Regions from separate parts of the Mus musculus genome. Here region 2 is linked to region 1. A link is a contact called in public HiChIP or PLAC-seq data. All regions are on one chromosome and are shown on one strand. Each heading gives the region's core, a stretch centred on a gene start, on an enhancer-like site or on the middle of the called end of the contact. The rest is flanking DNA. Distances are from core to core; before and after follow the strand shown.

Evidence for each region. HiChIP or PLAC-seq counts read pairs in DNA pulled down with a chosen protein or histone mark.
Region 2: a FOXA1 HiChIP or PLAC-seq map of pancreatic cancer cells shows a contact between it and region 1. The contact joins two enhancer-like sites. A contact is called at or near these places in 2 of 115 datasets of contacts at active chromatin or transcription factors (microglia and pancreatic cancer cells).

What each region holds. Positions count from the first base shown.
Region 1 is chr12:85,189,674-85,196,401 of GRCm38.p6, reverse strand. No RefSeq gene overlaps it. Among named protein-coding and RNA genes, the nearest start is that of Pgf, 16 kb to the right of the region's middle. Within about 2 kb of position 3,546, at least 155 of the 459 cell types and tissues checked have an H3K27ac peak or open chromatin away from gene starts, as enhancers often do. A contact at or near this core is called in pancreatic cancer cells, where this site is marked.
Region 2 is chr12:85,969,451-85,976,178 of GRCm38.p6, reverse strand. The region is part of intron 29 of Ttll5 (tubulin tyrosine ligase-like family, member 5); the gene reads right to left. Among named protein-coding and RNA genes, the nearest start is that of Gm51989, 24 kb to the left of the region's middle. Within about 2 kb of position 2,383, at least 169 of the 459 cell types and tissues checked have an H3K27ac peak or open chromatin away from gene starts, as enhancers often do. A contact at or near this core is called in pancreatic cancer cells, where this site is marked.

The DNA.
Region 1 (6,728 bases), core at 2,297-4,796:
AGGACGGTAGAGAGCAGACTAGCTGGCCTCCTCCCGTGGGCAGGGCTCAATGAAGCCGATCAGTCCGCATGTCCCACAGGCATGCAGCGCCTCCTCTCCACAAATGAACACCTTCCCTCGATCCATATAGACACACGCATGGCCTATGGCATGCATGCCGGCTTGTGCTTACCTGCACATTCATGTTGACATGTACACGTGTACACCCACTGCCCCATAGGCACCTTATTGTCATACACACTTCCAAACACACATGTAGGACATGTCTCTGTGTGCATGCTCATTCATATCATATGTTCATCCCAACACAGCGGCACACCACACATGCACGCACACAGACATACACCTAGGAGAGAAACACCCGTGGTAAGCCGTTAGCTGCTGCAGCTTCCACCTTCAACATTTTGGAAAGATGCAGTAGGGGTTGTTCAAAACCCACTGGGCTACCATGGTTAAGGTGAGAGAGACACCTGGGGACTCTGAAGAGGGGTTTCCACAGCCTTTGGGAGCTATCGGCTTCCCTGGACCAGGAGGCCCCAGGTCTTGTGGCAGAGAGAGTTTTAGCAGGTGACCCATGGTAACAGCTGTTCCAAGGGGAGGGAGGGCCAGTGGCGCACACCACAGAGGCCAAGCTCAGTGGAGACTTGATTGGGATGGTGGATTCCACAGGGTGACCAAGCTGAAGAACATCAAAGGACTTTTTGCAATGGGAGCCTGGGGCATTCTGGAGCAATGGTGTCAGGATCCAAGCGGCTCTTTGGGAGGTTTCGGTCACCCGGAGCCTGCCCTATGCTTTGGGCCAAGGGATCCCAGATTAGGCCGCAGAGAGAAGGGAGCGTGAGGGGAGACTAAGAGGCTGGGCTGGAGTAATGCAGGGAAGGACAGCTTCCCTCTTGAGAATGGCCTCAGAGATGGAGCAGAGGTGTCTAGGCAGGAAGGGACAGGAAGGGTGACCCAAACTGAACCTGGCAGCTGCATGGCTGGGGGGGGGGCAACAATGTTACTCATTTGTGTATGCCCCAGGAGCCAAGCACAGGTTGTCCTGAGGAGCTGAACACTGCGTCTGTGCCAGAACTGTGGAGTCCAGGCAGCTATGACAAAGTCCCCAGAGACAAATGAGAAAGAGGCTACAAACTGTGCCTGATACTACCCCAGGCCCCATCGGCCTGGCCACAGGGAAGGCCACGCTGTCTTCCTAAGTGAAAGCCATCAGCAGGACACAGGATCGAGGGGTGTTCCAAGACCGTGAAAACCCATTCAGATCTCAGAGGCAACAGACATGTGTTTCCTCATCCAGACAGAGAACAGGTAGAGGTGCCCGGGTCAACCTGCCTCTGACCCTTTGACAACTCCTCCCTGGGAAACTTCCACCAGAGCCAGTCCACCCATCCCTGACCTCATCACCCCGCTGGAACTGAGCAGCCCTGTGGTGGCCCCATCTCCAGCCCCCATTTCTTTGGAGCGGGAAACACAACATCCCAGCTGTCTGTCCCGAATCCACCTGGAGGCTGGCCAGCTTGGCTAGAATCCAACTTAGTTAGGCCAGACCCAGGAGACTTTGCCGGGAAGAGCAAGAACTGAAAGAAAGCAGTGGGCCAAACAGGGCCCCTTTCTGAGGCTTGGTCTATGAGATTGCTCCTGGCACATTCATGGGCTTACCCATCACTACACAGTTTCTGAGCTCCTGGCACTCTTTCTGGGATGTGCTAAAGAGATGCATGCTACCATGACAGCTGGTGGCTGACTTCATCCTGATTGCAAAAGGTCTTGGAGGCCTGGCTTGGAGCCCTACAAGGGACAGGAGGGACTCTGGTTAGGAACCCAGAGGATGAATGGTTGTGCCGACTAGAGATGCAGCGTGCCCCAACTCTAAGAGCAACTCTTCCTTTCTCCTACTCTCCAGAGAAGCCAACAGCTTGCCTCAGCAACAGCTGCTGTTACAGACCTAGGGCTGCCCAGCCTGATGGCGGAAGGCAAGGAGGGGCCCAGGGCTGCCTCATTCTCTGTAGGCAGGCCCCTACTTCAGCCACCAACCCTAAAAAAAGTGGTTGTCTCTTTTACACTCAGCTTCTCCTTCGTCCCTTTCAGCTCACAGCCGGGAGATGCGATCCTCCTTTCTGTGTGGTAACTTGGTTTCCCCAACAAGAAATACCTCCAGAAAGTCCAATGACAAGGAACTTGCCACACTTCATACCCATGTCCTCTTGGTCCCTAGGGGAACCTGAAACACACACCAAATGAAATTAGAGTGGGGGTGGCAAAGAGCCAGGCAGAGACACACATCTTAGGGGTTGTCCCTGAGGATGTCTGGCCACCCAGAAAAGGACGTGAGACAGAAACCCATGGCCAGGGACTCCTGCTGGACCGCACAGGCAGCTTGCGGGTCTCACGTGGAAGATGGGAGGCTAAGAGCAGAGTCTACAGAGGACACTGGGCCTTCCTTTTGCCCACTGAGCTTTGAAAGGGTCACCCGGTGAGATAGGAGCCGTTAAGAATGTGAGCACTGGCATCAAATACTGAGGTTGAGTCTGTCTGACTTAGAGCAAGTGCTTTCCTTCGCCGATCTATGCCTCTTCTCATCTAGTAATGAGCTGCTATTGTACCTACTAATCTCGCTCGTGCCCCATTGTCTGTGTGTGTGTATGTGCACAGGTGGAGGGACACATAACATATGTGCATGTGGTATAGCTTCAGGAATGAATGCCAAGCACCGTGTGTATGCCCGAGGACTCCAGAAGGCATCAGATCCCTTGGAGCTGGAGTTCCAAGTAGTTGGATGCTTTCCAGCATGGGTGCAAGGAACTAAACTCGGGTCCTCTGGAAGAGCAATGAGTAGTCCTAACTGCTGACATACCTCTTCAGCCACCCCATCTTATTTTCTGAGATGAGTTCTTCCATTGAATCCGGAGCTCACCAGTTCAGCGAGACTGACCGGCCAGCAAACCCCAGGAATTGGCCTGTCTTCTCTGGGGCTGAGATCGCAGGTAGGCACTGCCATGCCCTGATTTTTCACTTGAGTTTAGAGGCTCCAACTCGGGCCTTCCAGTCTTCACGGCGAGCACTTTAGTGAAGGAACCACCTGCTCAGCTTTGATCTACTGTGTAAAGGGCTTGCCAGCAGAGACCCTCGCATCTTTAGGTTGTCACCTCCAGGTTGGCACATTCTCTGAGCTATTATTTTCTTGTTTGCCAGAGAGAGAACACAGAGTTCGAGTGATCAAGTTAGACAATGGAAGGCCCATGATGTAGGATACGGTCGATTTCAGGCCTGCCCACTCCATGAGCCTCTCCAGGCTTTGTTGCCTGGAACTGGGAACCAGACTCACCCTGCTCACTCAGCTGAGCAACAGGTGGCAGGGTCGGTGGGGCACAGGTGCAGCTTTGCAGGAGATGGGGGAAGGGTGTGACCCCCCTCCCGTTTCCTCCCGTTTTCCTCCCGATGCTGCTTCCCCCAGCTGTGTGGCAGGGAGGAGGGGACAGGGAGCAAACACAGCCACGTGCAGTTAGAGGGCTGAGTAAGCGCCTCACTTCCTCTTGCCTCGTCCCCCCCTCCCATAACTGTGGCTAGTGGGTGATTCACAAAGCTTCTTGGGGCAGGCCTCTGAAAAGCACAGGGCCACTTCCCTGAATTGTCCTGGCTGCCTGCTCCGCCCGCCCCCTCCCGGCACACCTGGCTGGCCTGCTTGCTGGTCTGGTGAACCACAGGGTGCCCTGCCTGGGTGGCGGCAGACCCCCAGACCTTGCCAAACCGGGAGGTGTGGCCTTGGCTGGGTACTGGTGTTGGAGCCTGGACTCTGCACGAGGCTCAGTCTGCGTTTTGGCTCTCGCTCACTGTGCTTCAGCCAGACGGCAACACTAATGTCGTCTATCTGTCAGACTCTGTACCAAGGCTGGGCGTGGCTCTCTTCCCTGGCAGCATCTCTCGCTCTCTTGGTGGGCTTGCAGTGGACGAGTAGCCAGGCGCGATGGAATGGCTAGTGATCACACAGAGAAATGTCAGCCTGATGAGTCAAGACCCAGCACTAGAGAGTTGGTGGGCCAGCACCAGCTCTGAGGTAAAGCTTTCGTGCATCTGCTGGCTAAAAGATACAAGATTACCAGGGCCTGGCAGTGTGGAAAGTTCCAGAAAGGTAAACTGAGCCCCTTTTCCACAACAGCACTAGAACAGAAGGGTCTTAGGGCCTCTGCATGTGTTGGGTAAACACTCTATCACCTGAACTATATCCCTATCCACCCCACCCCCTTCAAAACTTTAAGACTTTTTACTCAAAAAGCCCACTTTAAGAATTTAAAGGGGAGCTCTGTTGGCACGATGAATACCTAACAATGTGTGTGCAAGGCTTATGCTGAGCTCAAGCATAAAACTGAGTGTGGTGCTACGTGCTTGTAATTACATCACTCAGGATACAGAAGCAGGAGGATCAGAGGTTCAAGCCAGCCTGGGCTACATGAGACCCTGTCCTGAAAAGAAAATAAACAAACAGAATTTAAGGGACACAGGCCGCACACAGCATTGACAAGAAATGAGAGAACGACGGACGAGACCTGAATACCCAGCTGTGGGAAAGACTTGGACAGGTACATTTTCATCATAGAACACATCCTTCCTGAGTATGTAGCCATGAAAACAAAATAGTGACACACGCCGACGTTAATGTGTACAAGAACTGCCCAAGAATCTTAGTAAAGTTCAGATTCTGATTCAACAGGCCTGTGAGGCATGTGTGTGTGTGTTACATGTATGTGAGTGTGTATATCAGTTTGTGTGTATGTATCTGTGTGTGTTATATGTGTGAGTGTATATATCAGTATGTGTGTATATCAGTTTGTGTGTGTGTGTCTCTGTGTGTTATATGTATGTGTATATATCAGTTTGTGTGTGTGTATGTTATATATGTGTGAGTGTGCATATCAGTTTGTGTATCTGTGTGTGTTATATGTATGTGTGTATATCAGTTTGTGTGTGTGTATGTGTGTATGTTATATATGTGTGAGTGTGCATATCAGTTTGTGTATCTGTGTGTGTTATATGTATGTGTGTATATCAGTTTGTGTGTGTGTATGTATGTATGTTATATATGTGTGAGTGTGTATATCAGTATGTGTGTGCTATCTGTGTGTGTGAGGTGAGGAGAGACCACAGGAGGACTTTGCTTGGCTTGCTTTATCCCCATGAGTTAGGGCTTCTCACAAACCTGGAACGAGGCTGCTGGCTGGAAAGCCCTTCTGTTTCTGACCCTCACAGTGAGGTAGTTACAGGCCCATGTGTGGCCTGATTCTTTTTTTAAAAAATGTTTTAACTTAATAATTTATTTATTTTCATTTTTATGTGTATGAGTGCTTGCCTGCATTATGTATATACATTGTGTGTAAAGTCCGACCAGAAAAGGGAGTCAGATCTCTTGGAACTGGAGTGCTAAACGGTTGTGAGCCACCATGTGGATGCTGCAAACAGAACCTGGGTCCTCTGCAAGAGCGGCAAGTGCTCCTAACCAAGGCTTTGACCCCTCCAGCCATTCTCTGATCCGCCTTCACTGCTTATAAGGACAGTCCAAAACCATGCTGTTGGTTTGCTTGTGTTTATTTATGTTATATGTGTGAGTGTTGTGTAGCACATGTGTGCCTGGTACGCACAGAGACCAGAAGAGGGTGCCAGGTCCTCTGGAACTGGAGGTACAAACAGCTGTGAGCCACCATGTGGGCACTGGGAACTGAACCTGGGTCTTCTGCAAGAGCGACAACTGCCCTTGACTACTGAGCCATCCCTCAGCTCCCTTTTGGCTTTTTCTTTTTCATTTTTCTTTTCTTTCCTCTTCCTCCACCACCACTTTCCCCTCTTCCTCCTCCTTTCTGTGTGAGTTAATGCTCGTGAGTTTATCTTCTTCATAACGCAGTCACTTAGAACTGATCGCCTGGCTGAGTCTCTGCCTCTTTTCTCCCAGCATGCTCTTTGGTCTGAGGTTGGGCTCCGCCCACTCAAGCTTCAGCAAACCTTCTCTGTCGGTTTAAACTTTTTGCAGAAAATAGACTTAGGCTGGCCACCACACAAACTCTGTTCCTGTCAGAGGACCACTTTCCTTGGTGGACAGAGAATCCTTGCTTTTCCTGTACCGTGTCACTTCGTGGGGCTGGCACATACCCGTTTCTTGCAGAACTCACCATGTATGTTTGTGAGAGCTGCATCAGCACGGAAAGATGCTCACCTCTTTGAGGCAGAGTCTTACGGAACCACACTGTGGCTATGTAGCTAGAGATGGAATTGTGCTTGGAGCCTCCTGCCTCTGCTTCCCGAGCACTGGGATCCAGGTACACAGCATCACAGCTAGGTTTATGCAGGGCTAAGGATGGGACCAGGGCTTCATGCATGCTCGGTAAGTGCTCTTCCCTTGAGCCCCCACAAGTGTGTTTAAAGGAAGAAAAATATTTTGCAAAGCAATATGTTTCCATTTTATGAGGAAAACATATGTAAACAATGTTTTCTTGCATATATGTGTGTGTGGGGGTATGTGTATGTATGCATATGCACACACACACACACACACACACACACACACACACACACACACTTTTTTTCTATAGTCCTGACGGTCCTAAAACTCCCTTTATAGACCAGGTTGGCCTTGAACTCACAGAGATCCGCCTGCCTCTGCCTCCTGAGTGCTGGGATTAAAGGCGTGAGCCACCACTGCCCTGCTTATTTTTTAAAGTTTTCAAAGATTTATTTTATGT
Region 2 (6,728 bases), core at 1,134-3,633, 780 kb before region 1:
TTCACTGTTCAAAAGGGAAGAAGGCAATCCACAGAATGGAAAAATATTTATAAATAAAAACTTTAGTAAGGAATTAGTATGCAAAATAAGGAAAGAATGTATATGTAAGAATAAAGCAAACCTGATTTTAAAGTGGGCAAAGGAAAGGAGGTGAAGAGACACATGACAGCTAGCACACTCAGGAAAAGATGCTCAGCATCCTACGTTACCAGGGAAACCAAAATCAAAAGTACAAGATGCCAACTTATACCCATTAGGATGGTTGCAATTACAAGGCAAAGTCACAAGCTGCTGGGGATAAAGGAGTGCAAGGAACCTATGCATTGGGACCACGACCCCACTGTCGGAATAGGAACCAGCAAGGTAGCTATGAAAACAGGATAGTAGGGCCTCAAAATGACACTGCCTTTCTCCTTCAAGAAAATGCCAAGTGGCAGGTTTCTCTAGGGCTGAGGAGAGCCCCAGACAGCTTCTACAAGGGTACAGCACTGACATCAGGACTGAGGAGGGACAGTGAGTGACCCTGTCTTTTCCCTGAGCACACCCATTGCTTCGTGTCCCATCAAAGGTGAGGTTTGGTTGTCCTGTTCCTGCACAGAAATAGACCAATGCTCTCCAAAGTGCCAGCTCAAGGCATCTGTCACACCGGGGAGCCCATGGCTGCTTCAATCATGATAACTGTCAGGGAGGCGAAACCGGCTCCTTATGACCATTGTCTTGGCTTCCTTTTACCACATGCGGGGCCATGTTGGAAACAATAGTATTCAGCAGAGCCCCACAGCATCCCTATTAGGTGCTAGGGTACATAGTCTTTGTGGTACTATGATGGCCAGTACTAAAGGCTGCTATACTTCTGTAGATACACCACCCTAAACACCCCTGATCTCATCTAATGACTACTACGCCACAGCCGGTGGTTGGTCTGTCCCTAGTACAAATATTACAAAGGCCACCTCCAATTCCACCTCTGACATCAATAGTTACATGACCCCTGACCTCTGGGAAGAGAAAGTATTAAGTGTTTCTGTCAGATTACCTCATAAAAGTCTCTCACCAGAGCATCTTGGCTCTGACTGTGGCCATCAGCTAGTGTTTTTATATAAGAAAAAAATTATTTCTGAGGAAAAAAGCCATTAAGTATCACATGATCCAGTAATTCCATTTCTAGGTATATTCTCCAAATACTCAGAAGCAGGGCCACCAAAGGGGATCCGTGCTCCTCCACATCTATCTGCAGTAGGCAGAACCCACAAGTCGATCAACCACGTAGACCAACCCACTCTGACACCTGTTATTTATAAGGATGAACCTTGAAGGCGTACTGTTGAATGACAGGCCATGCAAACACTGGAGAAATTCTACCAGTATCTAGAGTGGTCAAACTAGCAAGACAGAAAGCAGAACAGGAGTTCTAAAAGGGCAGGGGTGGAGAAGGAGGAAAACTATTTGGTGACACCTTCCAGTTTTCCGGAATAAAAAAAAAAACTACAGCTACAGATGATGTGATGTTGCACAGAGTGAATGTCTTAACTATATACTTAGGAATGGTTAAAATACCAAATTTTATGTTGTTTTGACATAAAAAATTAAATTAATTTCATGTTATGTCTATTTATAACAGTGAGAATGAACTAAATACAAGTGAGAACATGCGCCTGCCACGCTAGGTCATGGAAGCTCCTGCGGCTTCACCTTACTCTCTGTTGAACCATCTTCTGAGGAAGCCAACTCTAGTTGTAAGCTGAATAGAAAGAAAGCCCCGTGGAAAAGTCCAGGTGATGAGATGCCAGGGCCTCTTGCCCACAGCAATAGCAAGCAAAAACTCCACCCCTGAGAGAACGAGCCATCCAGAAATGGACACAGAAACAGAAAAGGACCTCACAGCCCCAGGGAAGCAGCAGCTGGCTGGAGCCTTCTGGCTGCACGCTCCTGACTGGGTCACAGGAGAAGCCAAGCCAGAACCACGTGGCTGAGTTGTTCCTCAACTCCCCACCCACAGAATCCAGACAACAAATGTTTATTGTTTTAGATTTAACTTGGAAAGGAAAGGAAGCAGCTTAAAGTACTGTCATACTGCAGCAGCCTGCTACCCTTTGGGGGTACAGTTTAGGGAATGGTAATGTTACTGGCTAAAGCTGTAGGCAGGAGGCTGGCTCTCAGCAGTTTTGGACTTAGCAGCCTCACAAGTGTGTGCTGTTTGGTCAGCTTTTAACATACATTTATGCTACCTTTTTGTTTCTTTTGGTGTTGGAGGCAGAACCCAAAGCCTCACACATGCTTTTCCCACTCAGCACGGCCCCAGCATCCCCAACTGCATAGTTCAGTTTCAGTACAGTGCTACAGCTGTGTTTATCACACAACAGCGTCTAGCTGGTTGGCTCCTGTGGCATAGGGTGGGGCTGGGTATGTTTGTAATATTTATGAAAGGAAGTATGACATCAAGCTAGTACCAAATATAGAATGTACATTTATTTGGTACTGAAACAACTTTGCCTGTGAGCACAGCAGAGTCACACCAGGGCAGTCCTGGTGCCAAAGGCTGGGCCCGGGAGGAGCACAGCACAGCTCTTCCACATGTTGGCAGCCCAAGCTCTGGCTTTCATACTGAGTCCAATCCAGGAACTCACGAGGCTAAGGACTCTTATTATCTTTTAATCTCTTCGGTTGTGTTGACTGGAGTTCAGTTATGTGGATGTGAGAGGCACACACAAAAAGCAGAGAAGCAGCTGGTGCCACAACTGGGCCGGCTGTGCTTTAAGGTACAGTACCAGAGAAAGCCCTAGCTCCTGTTCAAAGCCAGCAAGCGGACTGATTGCTCTGCTTAAAGAACCTGATGTCATCTTCATAAAGAAAAAAAATTGATTTTTAAAAAGTCATGGTGGCAGTTCTAAAGTCAGCCTAAGTGCTTGCCAACAAATGAATAGATAAATGTGATAGAAAGTTTTATTCATAAAGAACAACAGAATGGTTAGATTTAATCAAACACATGCACACACACGCACATAACTTACATATGTTCTCACACACTCAGATACACACTCACTCAGACACATACTCACATGAGATAGGAAAAAAGATAAAGGAGGAGAATTAAGGAGGAGGATAAGAGAGAGCAGTGTGTGAGTTGGGGGAATAAATATGTGGGAAATGACACATATGAATAAAGATGATACATATAAATTGTCATAATGGACACCATTATTTTGTATGCTAACTAAAAACAGTTTAAAAAGAACACAATTATGCCATTTTCAGCAAAAAAGATAAAACTATAGATAACTGTGCTAAATAAAATAAGCCAGGCTCAGATAAATATTATGTTTTTTTCTCTCTCTCATATTTAAAACGAGGATTTTCAGAAGAAGTAGAAGGGAGAGAAGCTCTTGGGAAGAGATAGGGACCAGGGAACACAGAGCAGGAAAGGGTGACAGATATCAGTACTATGGACACACATGATGTAAATGTATGAGCGTGTCATAGTGAAATCTGTATGGTGACTACATTAATGAGAAAAAAAATAAGTGGTGGCATGTAGGTTAGGGATGTAGCTTAGTGACAGAGAACTCGCTCGACTGGCATGTGTAGACCCTGGTTCAATCTGCCTCAACCCCAGTAACAGATGTAAAGCCAGGCACAATAACACACCCATAACCCTAGCACGTAGGAACAAGCCCAGACAATGCTGTGAGACCCTGTCTCAGGCAAAAATGAGAGAAGGCTGGGGGTTGGGAGAGGGGGACATTAGGAGAGGGAGAAGAGGGAGAGGAAGAGAGACCAAGAGGGAAGGAGGGAGACACACACACACACTCACTGAGAGAGAAAGAGAGACAGAGAGAGACAGAGACAGACAGACAGAGAGACAGAGGCAGAAGCAGAGAGAGAGGCAGAGGCAGAGGAGGGATTGTGCCTTCTTGTGGTATGAAGGAGAAACATTGGGTAGGAAGCCATTTAGATGTGAGTCTAGGTCATGTCTGTGAACGTACATGTTTGAACTCATTCAGCATACACAATTAATGGAGATTATATGTGAGTCACTTCATTTAGGGATAAGGGCAGAAATGTGTGTGTGTGAGTGAGTGAGTGAGTGAGATAATCTCAAAGTAGGTAGTAGTAAAGCATAGAAATCTAATTATAGTATGGCAGAAATGCTATAGCTGCAGGTAAGTAGACTGCCCCCGCCTATGAGGATAATGGAAGACAGCGAGTAAGCATGAGAACTGGGTTGGCTCCATCTGAAGAGAGGAAATCTGGACAACTGCTGGCTCCTGCCTTATCATTCTGCAGGCATGAGAATGCGCATCAGCTCCTCAGTTCCTCTGAGTCACACCCTGTGACACCTGTAACCCTGCAGACAGATGGCATGGGCTGTTAGCCCTGTCTCCTCAGCACGCACTCAATACAGAAGTGGGGCCCTAAGCATAGCATGCTCATTTTCTCCTAACAACAACTGTGAAAAAGATACATTTACCTAGATCTTAGAGATAAGAATATTAGCTTCAAAAACATATCCTGCTGAAAGAGTGGCTAAAAAAGAGGAATCCAAATTGGTTTATCTCTAAAATACATAGCCTCAAGCATTAAGTCATAATGTTTTAATGTGAGACTTCAGGATTTAAAAATAAGAGATTCTGAAATTACTCAAGCCAGGCTATGGTGCAAAAAAATGATATACTTATTTACCCCAATTTTTTCTTAAGGATATGCTTCAGAGAATATTCTGTCTCTCTTGGTGTGTGTGTGTATGTTTTGTGTGCACGTGTATGTGTGTGTACTGTTAAGAGGCTAAACATCAGAATCTTGACAGAGGGTGCAGCCTTTCCAGATGAAAGGTCAGAATTTAGAGAAAGGAAGACATCAAGAAAAAGGGTGCCATGGGCTGAGGGTCATTGGATTTGGGGAACATCTTACAGAGAAGCCAGGGCAGGGAGAGGGCAGGAGAAGTTGGCACACTGATGAAGGTGAGTGCTTGGCTGAGGAAGAAAGGAGGGGGGCACAGTGCCTATGTGATGACTGGGGAGACGGTGGTCACACTGAGGAGTCTGCTCCAAGGACAACGGCAGCTGCCCTCAGCTCAGAGCCTGGCAGGCAACTCTGCTGGTAAAAGACCTGAGGGTTAAAAAGGGAGCTCAGCCAGGTGTAACAGGAAAGGGAGGCAATAGAAAACAATGGCCTCACAGGTCTGAGAGGAGGAGCTGGCAGGCCTTAGGAGAGTGATGATAGGAAGTACCTGGAATGGACCACTCCAGGCTTTAAACACTTGCCAAGCTAACCTAGTAACTCTACACTGCTCAGTGCCTCAGCAGGGAGATTAGTCTGTACATTAGCAGCATAAATAAACAGGCTGCTTTACAGGGAACCCTGAGTGGGCAGGGCTTTAATGCTAAAAGAATATTCATGGATAGGATCTCCTTAGAACCTTTAGAACCTCCATCGCTTTTCCATGGTAAAGTTTGGCTTCTATTTTGTCTGGTGCTTTGCCCCAAGTCAGGAAGTCCTAGGCAGATCTGGGCTTGGCTCCCAGGTCTTCCCAAGTCCTACTCCAGGGTTCTCTGGGCACATATAAAATACAACCCTTTCCTTCAACAAGCTTACATCTCAGGAATGGAAAACCAAGGTAACTCTGCAAGGGAAGGTATGCTGAACCCCACACGAGTGGAATCCAGGGGCAGCAGCACAGCTTGGAACGGCTGAAGCCTGGGCAGAGAAAGGGATAGCTCAGCAGGAGAGCAGAGGCAGAGAACAGGGTGGACTGCACCTGGCCTCTTGGACCTACTCCATCCCTGTCCCCAGCACAGTTTCGGCTACGAGTCAACACACATCTACTGCTGGCATTGAGCTAGACGAGGAGGAGCCAGGGCCAGCACAGTTAGAGTTCCTTGCTGGGAGTCATCAGGGAGAGGAGTGATAGATATAGTTCAGTGATGTCTATCACTATCTCAAGTGCAGGAGCCCAGTCTGCCCAAGAAATGCAGGACCTCCAGGTCTCCAGACCTGACCATGCTCCATTCTAGAAGAAAAGGCTCCGCTTCTCTTACAGCAGGTGGTAAGAACAGGACAGCCAAAAGGGAGGGTGGGGCACTCAAGGGACTATTTTTCAGCAGAAGAGTAGCTAACTGGTAAAGCCAATAGGTGTTTCGCCCTGAACTCCACAATCTCATACTTAACCCTCCCCAAATACCTCTAAGCTCTTCTATGTATACTATGCACATATCATAAAGAAATATGCAATGGGGGACCATACAGAGTCGGCAGAGTGCTGAGACAGCATGCCTGGCAGCTGCTGAGACAAAAACTTCAAAGCTCTGGCTTCTTTGAAAACCTATCAGGCAGGACCCCACCCATTCCCCTACTAGCCACAGCTTCCCTGGGAGCCAGTGCGAGAAACCACTTCCGCAGGTTTGGCTGCGTTCCCCAGGGCTGGAGCTTTAGAAGCCATGTCATGACTGCCAGCCAGGCAGGTGGGGAATGGGGTGAGGCAGTGGGGTGGACAGGAAGCAAGATCTCCCCCAGCATCTAGCCGTGGACTGCTCAGAAAACAAAGTGCTAACACTTTGAAAGTTCTTCCTGTCAGGTGGTCCAGCTCCAGACTGGTTAGCCACTAGTAACCCTGAAGCTCTGCCTTTTGAGATTTCCAAGGCTTTAGAAAATTCGCCCCTCCCAGGACCACAAATTAGTTCAAGAGCAGCATTTGCGGTAAATGGCCAGATCTAAACAAGAGAGGCTCAAGT